2 separate regions of the Oryzias latipes genome follow, and region 2 is linked to region 1. A link is a contact called in public Hi-C data. All regions are on one chromosome and are shown on one strand. Each heading gives the region's core, a stretch centred on a gene start, on an enhancer-like site or on the middle of the called end of the contact. The rest is flanking DNA. Distances are from core to core; before and after follow the strand shown.

Region 1 (4,169 bases), core at 439-2,938:
CCGCTGTTTCCCACCGACCCGCGGCTTTCCAGTCCCGTTTGGGTTTAAGCGAGGGGGGGCTGCCGTAAAAAGGGGCTAAACTCCGCGCTGACGTCAGCTCACGGCGGCCGTGTAACGGGACCGCGGCTGCCGCAGCAGGAGTGGGAAATGTTGACTTTTTTTCATTCGACTCACCAACTGAGACAGACGGCGACGAAAGCCGGAGGTCCGAGCGAACACTTCCACATTGATGCGACACCAGGACAGACCGAAAGCCGGCTTTAAAACACTGTCTAAACTTTGCCTGCAGACGCCGGGGCCAGGAAATGGATTTCTTCATCCGAAAGTTGTCACCGGAAGAAACGAGGACGGAACTTCCGGGTTCTTTCAAAATAAACTGTTTGTTTTCGAATTCTGTTCTGACTTTATTTTACAGTAAAAACTTTATTACAGGTGTGCTAAACCCTAGTCACGCAACAAGACAGATGTTTTTTTAAACATTATTCTGTCAATAAATAATAATCGGGAAGTAAAAAAAGCAGGAACGAGGACAATGCTTCCGTGTTCCTTTTCAAAACAAAATGCCAGTTTTTAAATTCTATTTTCTCTTTATTTTACAGTAAAAACCACATTCTCCGTGTTTTAAACACTGTCTATGATACGAGACAGATGTTTTAAGACTTTATTTTTTTCATAAGTAATATTAGGGAAGTAAAATAGAGTATTAGACATTCATATTTTTACGTTTATTATTTATGTTGTAATATTATTATATGACAACCATAAAACAAGTAGATGATTTAATGGCTTTGTTTTTAAAAATGACAAGTTTCTTCATTGTTTTTTCCAAAATAAAAGGCGGACGTTATGAAAGTTTTTTGTGTGTTATGAAAGTAATAAAGCCAGAGTTTTGCTGCCTAATTTAAAACAAAATTAAAAATCATGTACATAATTACCGAATGTAGGATTTTGTTTGAATCAGTTTCATAAATTATGTCCAAAAAAAGAGTTAAGAGTCAGACTAGGCTGAATAGATGTTCAGTTGGACTAACAGACGTGCATTAGCCGCCCTCTGGTGGCAACAGTGATTGTGTAAGTGTCACTTAAATACTCCAACAAAATTATATTGTAATTTTTTCCCCAGTTTTTGTAATAGTACATGTCTAAAAAACCTGAAACTGTCGTAAATGTGGTGCTTTTCTTTTGTCAATCATGGTTTGAAAACAAGAGTTATAATCAGTTCAAGCACTTCTTTTTGTCTTTAAGCTGTGTTGTGGTTCTGTGTGAGGAAAAATCAATAATTTACTTTATATAGGGTCTTTTATTTCTGTTTACATACCTATAATAATTTGCTTTATTTGTTTGTTTCTTTTACGTCTTACATTGTGACCAACAGAGGGCAATACAATTATAAGAGTTAAGTAGAAAAGGAAGTAAAAATTTAAACACGGTACTAGAACAGAAACTAAAAGGAAAGTACAAATTAAGTGTATTTACTCACAAATATGTGCGTCAGGGGAGCGACTTTATAGCTTGTCTTTTTCTAAACCTACTTGTTTTTGTTGTGCTTGTTTGTGTTAAAAATTAGCATAAGTTTTAAAATGAATTAAAATGTTTATCTTTGGTGTCGGTATGTTCTGCCCTTAATTGCTCATCCTTTAAATCAACCCACCCTGTGTGTCATTGTTGTGATGCATAAGACAGCTATTTTTCACTTTTTTTTACCGACGGGCCAACAGGAACCAGAGAAGCTTTTGATTGACATCCCTTCTGACCAATAGGAGAGCTCGGAACACGGTGTTTACACCAGCCCCCCTTTTCCGTGGAAGGCGACTGTGTTGGTGAGTTGAGAAAAGTTCATTGAAATTATTTATAGTTTTTACAGCGTCGATACTCTTAATTTCCGTCACGTTTGGTGCCATATTTGTTCAAACTTGACCCAGGAGTGAAGGCGTGGAGGTGTCAACGTTTGATTTGCGTGGGAAAGACAGTTTCGCGGCTCGCGCCCCGCTTTTCTTCTTCTTTGTTGACGTGAGACGTTTTTGTTGTCTCGGCCTTTTTGCGCAATACGATGGACCGTCTCCGTTTCACGCGAATACACGGCATCCCCCCGTGTCGTGCGTGACATTCTCTCGACCGAAAACGTTCAACAGTAGACGCTCGTGCCCGTTTTGGTCGAGGCGACATTTTTTTGTCCTCTTTTTCTTTTTTGTTTCCCTTTCCAATCCCCGCTTTTAACAAAGTTGTACAACATGTTCAAAGTTTAACGATATAAAAATGAGCGTAAAGTTGCTGTTTGGACTCTTTTTTCACGTATGACGGTTTATTTCGGGGGTTTTCAACTTGTTTTCGACACTCTGTTAGATCGTGTCATTATCGCTCTTTTTTAGCATTGAATGAATGGGGCCTTAGTACGCATGCGCAGCTGTCCTGAAAGTTTATAAACAAGACAGGTCACATGACAAGAAAATTATGAGTAAGATAAGATAACAGAAGAATCTTCCTACTTTAGCTGTGTTTTCTAAATGAACTGATGATGATTGATTTGTGTTTTTTTATCCTTGATAAAAATCTAACTTTTACTCAACTCCATTTAAAATCATTTAAATGAGATGCCAACTCTGTGAGTTTTCATACAGGTTGACACTTTTTAAAAGTGTGTTAAACAGATGAATGTTTCAGTTCCAGGACATGATGGTGTGGAAGGTGGTAACTCCAGCCATGCCGTCGAGCGAGCCCAAATACCACGCCATGCAGGAGGTCCAGCTGAGAGACGAGCACAGGGGTAAAAGTGGTCCTTTCAACATGTTCTTACGGCATTTTTTTATCATGCTGGACGACATATAGACACAAAATTAGAGCTCAAAATTGCATCAAATTGTGGTGAATAGGGAGCACATGACCACATCACTGGAGCATGTGGGCTCAGTGAGAGTAACTTTTCAATCTCACAATTGAGCCAGTTTAACGTTTTGTGAGAGACTAACTGGCTTTGATAGGTCAGAGGTCAATATTTCCTAACCAGGAGAAGTCTAAACCATGTTGGAGGAGGAGGGTGGAGTATTACTTCTGTCTGGATTTTCTGCAGGTTCAAAGTGTCTTTGGGTAACACACCAAACTCCACACTGCTGTCTCAATTAGCCCTTTCCACTTCCGCGTTGAAGCCAGTTTAAAAAGAAAAGTGTTGATTAACAGCTGACCACCATGTGGCTCATTAGACATGCAGGTCACCTCTAGTTCAAATGAACCCAATTCAAGAATTTATATATATATACACACACACACACACACACATATATATATATATATATATATATATATATATATATATATATATATATATATATTTTTTTAAATTTATTTATTATTTAATATTTTCCTTTCAAGGTGCAACAGTCCTGGATTGATTGGTCATTCCGAGTTAGCAACATGTGGCACGAAGGGGTTAACTAGCATTACTTGAGCTAAACAGATTTGCTAATTTACCAACTTTTGGAAAACAAAAAGTTTTCATTCCGACAAATTCTGAAGCTGAGAAAAGGAGGTTTGGGCTTCCATTGATCACATAAACAGTTCAAAGGTCATTGGGTAGGTTGCGCCCCCTGCAATAGCTCCAGTATTAAAGGGTTAGTTATGTCATCATGTTGGACAACAAGTACCTGGCTAAAAAAATGGCCCTCATACAACCCAACAAGTCATGTGATCAATGGCTTTATTGATTATTAGTTGTTTATAAAGTCTTACAAAATTTGGGGTAAATGAAATTTACTTCCAGCCGGTTTGTAATTTTAAGGGTGAAAACATCAAGTTAAGTCAAACAATCTTCAATAAATAGAATAAACCCAGGCATGAAATAAGTCTGATTTGACATAATTTAGAAAACTAAAGATAAATAAAACAAAATGTAGTTTCTGTGACCTTTTTTGCTTTTTATAGCTGTTGATGCGGTTAATTTAAAAACGGGCAATAATCCCCTTTAGAGTTTGAGAATTTAAAAAAGTGTTTTTAAACAGTTTTGCTTTATTGTTGCATTTCTGAAAGCCCCTCCATCCACGTATTTCTTTTGTCTTTCAGGAATGACGACGGATAAAGACCAGTCACATGACCCACTGCGCTGTGATGAACACTTCCCCTCCTCCCCCGGCCTCCCCACCAGTGACTCTTACATGGAATATGGTATTACTATGAAA
Region 2 (3,659 bases), core at 1,137-3,636, 130 kb after region 1:
GTACCATTGGTGAATCATTTCTTATTTCGGCTGTAGTTCTTCAGTCCATCTTTTAGGTCTTTTTACAAACATAGTGGTACTAAAATTAAAAATCGTTCTGAAAACGTTAAATCCACACAGAATTTTGGTCAACGTTGCCTCGTTCCCTTTCACACGAGTGTGTTGCCCTGGAAATCCAATCGGTGACGCTCTGTAGATGTGCTGCTAACATTTTGCTCTGGAAGTGAGCGTGCATCCTCCTAAGCCTCCGTAATATCCCTATATCTCATGTTTTGAGTGGGTCATATGCTAATCCTCTACTCACAAACCTAAGAAACGGAGCAGAGAGGAGAACTCAGCTCACACGTTCTGGTTTTGGACATTTTTAAGAAGCAAAGGTGGCTCACAGTGAACAGATGGACATTTGGTCACACCTCTACATTTCAGGCTTCAGTCAACTGTCTGGTATGAGAGGGTTACAAGGGTTCAGCACCAGTTTTAGTCCTTCAAGGACTAAATCAAGGTTGTTGTTTCTCTTTCGGCTTTTCCCATCAGGGGTCGCCACAGCGAACGAGTCGCACGGTAAACTTGGCAATGTTTTACGCCGGATGCCCTTCCTGACGTAACCCTCTCAAAGCAACCAGGTTTGGGACCGGCACAGAAGTAGAGAAGGGAACAGGGAGCAGCCCGGAGTCGAACCCTGGTTTCACAGACGGAAGGTGCCGCAAACGAGCACGAGCTAAACCGGCTCCCAAGGACTAAATCAAGGTAAAGAAAATAAAAACATGTGACCAGGGAGGTATTCCAGAAAGCAGGTTATGCTAGCTCCCATAGTAAGTTTGAGGCTAAGGAAGTGGATAACCTCAGCTTTCGGTTCCAGAAATTGAAGGTATGTTTCAGGGTATGTCAAGTTACCATAGCAACTCATGCTCTGAACATAACCTGGTCTGGAGCAGGTTTAGTTGAAGGTTAGTTTGTTTTCAGAGAGGTGAAGCAGCATGGCGTGTCCATTAGAAGATGATTTAGTGGATGAAAAAGCTCAGATAATACTTTTTCCACCATGAGAGGGTGATAAGACCACATATGGATGTTGGAAAGATAAACTTTATACTTTGATCTAACTTAATTATTTGCTTCAGTTAAGAAATAATTTTTTGGAGTTCAATCAACTTAAAAATGACACGTAGTTACCAGACATTTATTTTACTTTCATTCAAATTAATTCAATTAAGTAGGTGTAACTTTGGTGCTGCTGTTAGATCGGCACCGCAAGGAATTGTGGGATACCATTCCCTTTTACTGTCTGGACGGATTTTGGTACAAGTGTAGGTTTTTTGTCTAAATATGTTTAGTTGTAGCTGTTTTACTGTGTTTTGCCAAGTTATTTTACCCTGTTATATTTAATTCTTTCTCCTCCATGAGGAAGGGAGAGGATGATGAGTTTATTTACCACCATTAGTGCAACAGTATGGAAGAACTGAAGTTACAGTCAGTCATGATAAATAATTATGAAGCAAGGTGTGTAAACAATTATTGAGTTGGATAGACATGAGAAATTGGGTTGAATACATTTAACTCAACTACTTGTTACCAATTGAATCAATTCATTTAAGTTTTATTTGTATTCACATAAATCACAATGTAATTGGTAATAAGATCAGAAACTTGTGCGTTTACTTTTTCTCCAAGCAGAAACTCTTTCTTTTGCTGATGCAGCCGTGTTACTTTTTTGATGGACGTTTGATCTTCATTCGCTGCCATTAAAATCTCAGACTCCGCCTCACTGAAGTATAACGCTCTCTTTGTTTCTCCACGCGTTTCCATGGTGACTCTGGATATCGGTGATCCATTTTGAATGCCTTTATACTGGCCGTGCACGCGCATTAACCCAGGGTTACCAAGTGGAGCGTAATATCCGGTCTTTTGGAACCCACATACCCAGAGTAAGCAAGTTCAGGCAGATTTCAGCCAGAGTTCAGGGTTAAAGTCAGGGTAGTTTAAACATGCTTCCTGGAATACCCCCCTGGAATACCCCCCTGATCATGGAAATCTGTTATTGACACTTGCAAACAAACAGATGGTACTTTTTAATGAATGTTTTAACTGTTTATTGGTTAAAATAAGGTAATGTCTAATAAGTTCTTGCTTTCATTATGACACTAAATGAACACAAGCTTCCACCGTAATGTCATTTTATTTTGGCAGACTATCATAGTCTATCCACATTAAGTAATTTATTGTCATATATGATAGTAAAAATATGTTTTGTTGTTTTTATTTGTTTGTTTGTTTACCGTATTTTATTCACACATATTTTTTTTTCATCCCCAAAATCCATTTCGTGGCTCGTCGTGCCTCCGTGTGTTTTTCTTGTGCAATGTCGCCCCCTCCTGGTGTGTTTTAGTCACTGCCTTTCTGCGTCATCAAAAGGCGACGCGGAAGTGATTCCGCTGCGCTGCTGTCGTCCTTCACTTTCCTAAGAGAAACGTTACAAAAGGGATTTTATTTTTGTTAGTTTTTCACACAGAAATCCCTTTAGAGTTTTGTTTTTATGGCTCGTCGGTGACAAAAACCAAACAATCGCTGCTTTTTGATCATTTCCGGCGGTGAGTAATGGCATTTATAAATGACAGCTGCGCAGAAATGCGAGTGTTTACACCTGTGGGCATTTGTAGCGTTTAAATAGCAAGAAATAAGAGTTTAGTTTTGGAAATTTGAGATTAAAACACAGGTTCCAAATATTGATATTACCTTAATTATCTTAGTATGTTGTTACTGAAAAATCCTTTCTAAAACATCCTTGAGGTAGAGATTAGGAAACGTTAAAATGATTCAATTGCGCTAATTAGGATTGCTGTGAATATAAATAAACGGAATAATTTTTTAAAAATTGATTTAATTGATGCTAATGCGTAATCATTGTTTAACATAAAATAAAGCGTGTAGCTTGAAGAAAACTCAAACCATGATCCTCCCACCCTTATAGTGCTGGTGGTGGTAGTATCATGATCTGGAGACTTAAGTTAATAGCAGCCTAAGTTATTAATAATAAAAAGAATAATCCATTTTATTTAAAAGCGCCTTTCAAGAAACCCGAGGACACTGTACACAAAAATGTTAAAAATAAACACTAAAATTACAGTAAATAAAAATAGACAAAAAATCAATAGTGAATCAAGATGAAAAAGGTAGAAATAAACATAAGTTTTGAGTTTTGATTTGAAAGTTGGTAGAGAGTCTATGTTACGGAGATCAGGAGGGAATTCCAGAGTTTGGAATCCGAGCATCTAAAGCAGGGGTCGGGAACCTATGGCTCGCGAGCCATATATGGCTCTTTTGATGGTCACATGTGGCTCGCAGACAAATCTTTAATTATACTTTTTTTTTTCATTAGACCAGTCCTTGTCTGGCGCGATGCGATGCCAGAGGCGCGCAGTAGTAGCGGTGCTTGGAGAACAAAATCTCTGCCAGCACTATCAGTTTACTATTATCTATTATTTCACAGAGTTTGTACCAGCCGGAAACCTGTGAATAGACGTGCCTAAAACTACGGGGACAGGATGTTAGAGGAAGAAAGCAGATGGGGGGGACGGCCAGTAAGGTGAACCACACAGGGATTGTAAAAACGTAAAACCTGCTGCCCGTCACTCACTGCAGCGTGTGTGTGTGTGTTTGGCTCC

The links. Hi-C and Micro-C count contacts between places; a contact is called where the count stands out from the background.
Region 2: a contact with region 1 is called in a Hi-C map of fibroblasts, with 2.7 times the contacts expected there. The contact joins the promoter of LOC101169596 here to the promoter of LOC101174064 in region 1. A contact is called at or near these places in 3 of 5 Hi-C or Micro-C datasets (embryo and fibroblasts).

What each region holds. Positions count from the first base shown.
Region 1 is chr23:3,589,216-3,593,384 of ASM223467v1, forward strand. It overlaps LOC101174064 (HMG box-containing protein 1), which reads left to right and starts at 1,689. Exons shown (of 13, transcript XM_023952152.1): 1 at 1,689-1,820; 2 at 2,662-2,764; 3 at 4,054-4,155. The coding sequence starts at 2,671. pik3cg (phosphatidylinositol 4,5-bisphosphate 3-kinase catalytic subunit gamma isoform) reads right to left here and starts at 354. Exons shown (of 24, transcript XM_011490877.3): 1 at 175-354.
Region 2 is chr23:3,723,115-3,726,773 of ASM223467v1, forward strand. It overlaps LOC101169596 (cytochrome c oxidase assembly factor 6 homolog), which reads left to right and starts at 2,387. Exons shown (of 4, transcript XM_020700553.2): 1 at 2,387-2,585; 2 at 3,485-3,580.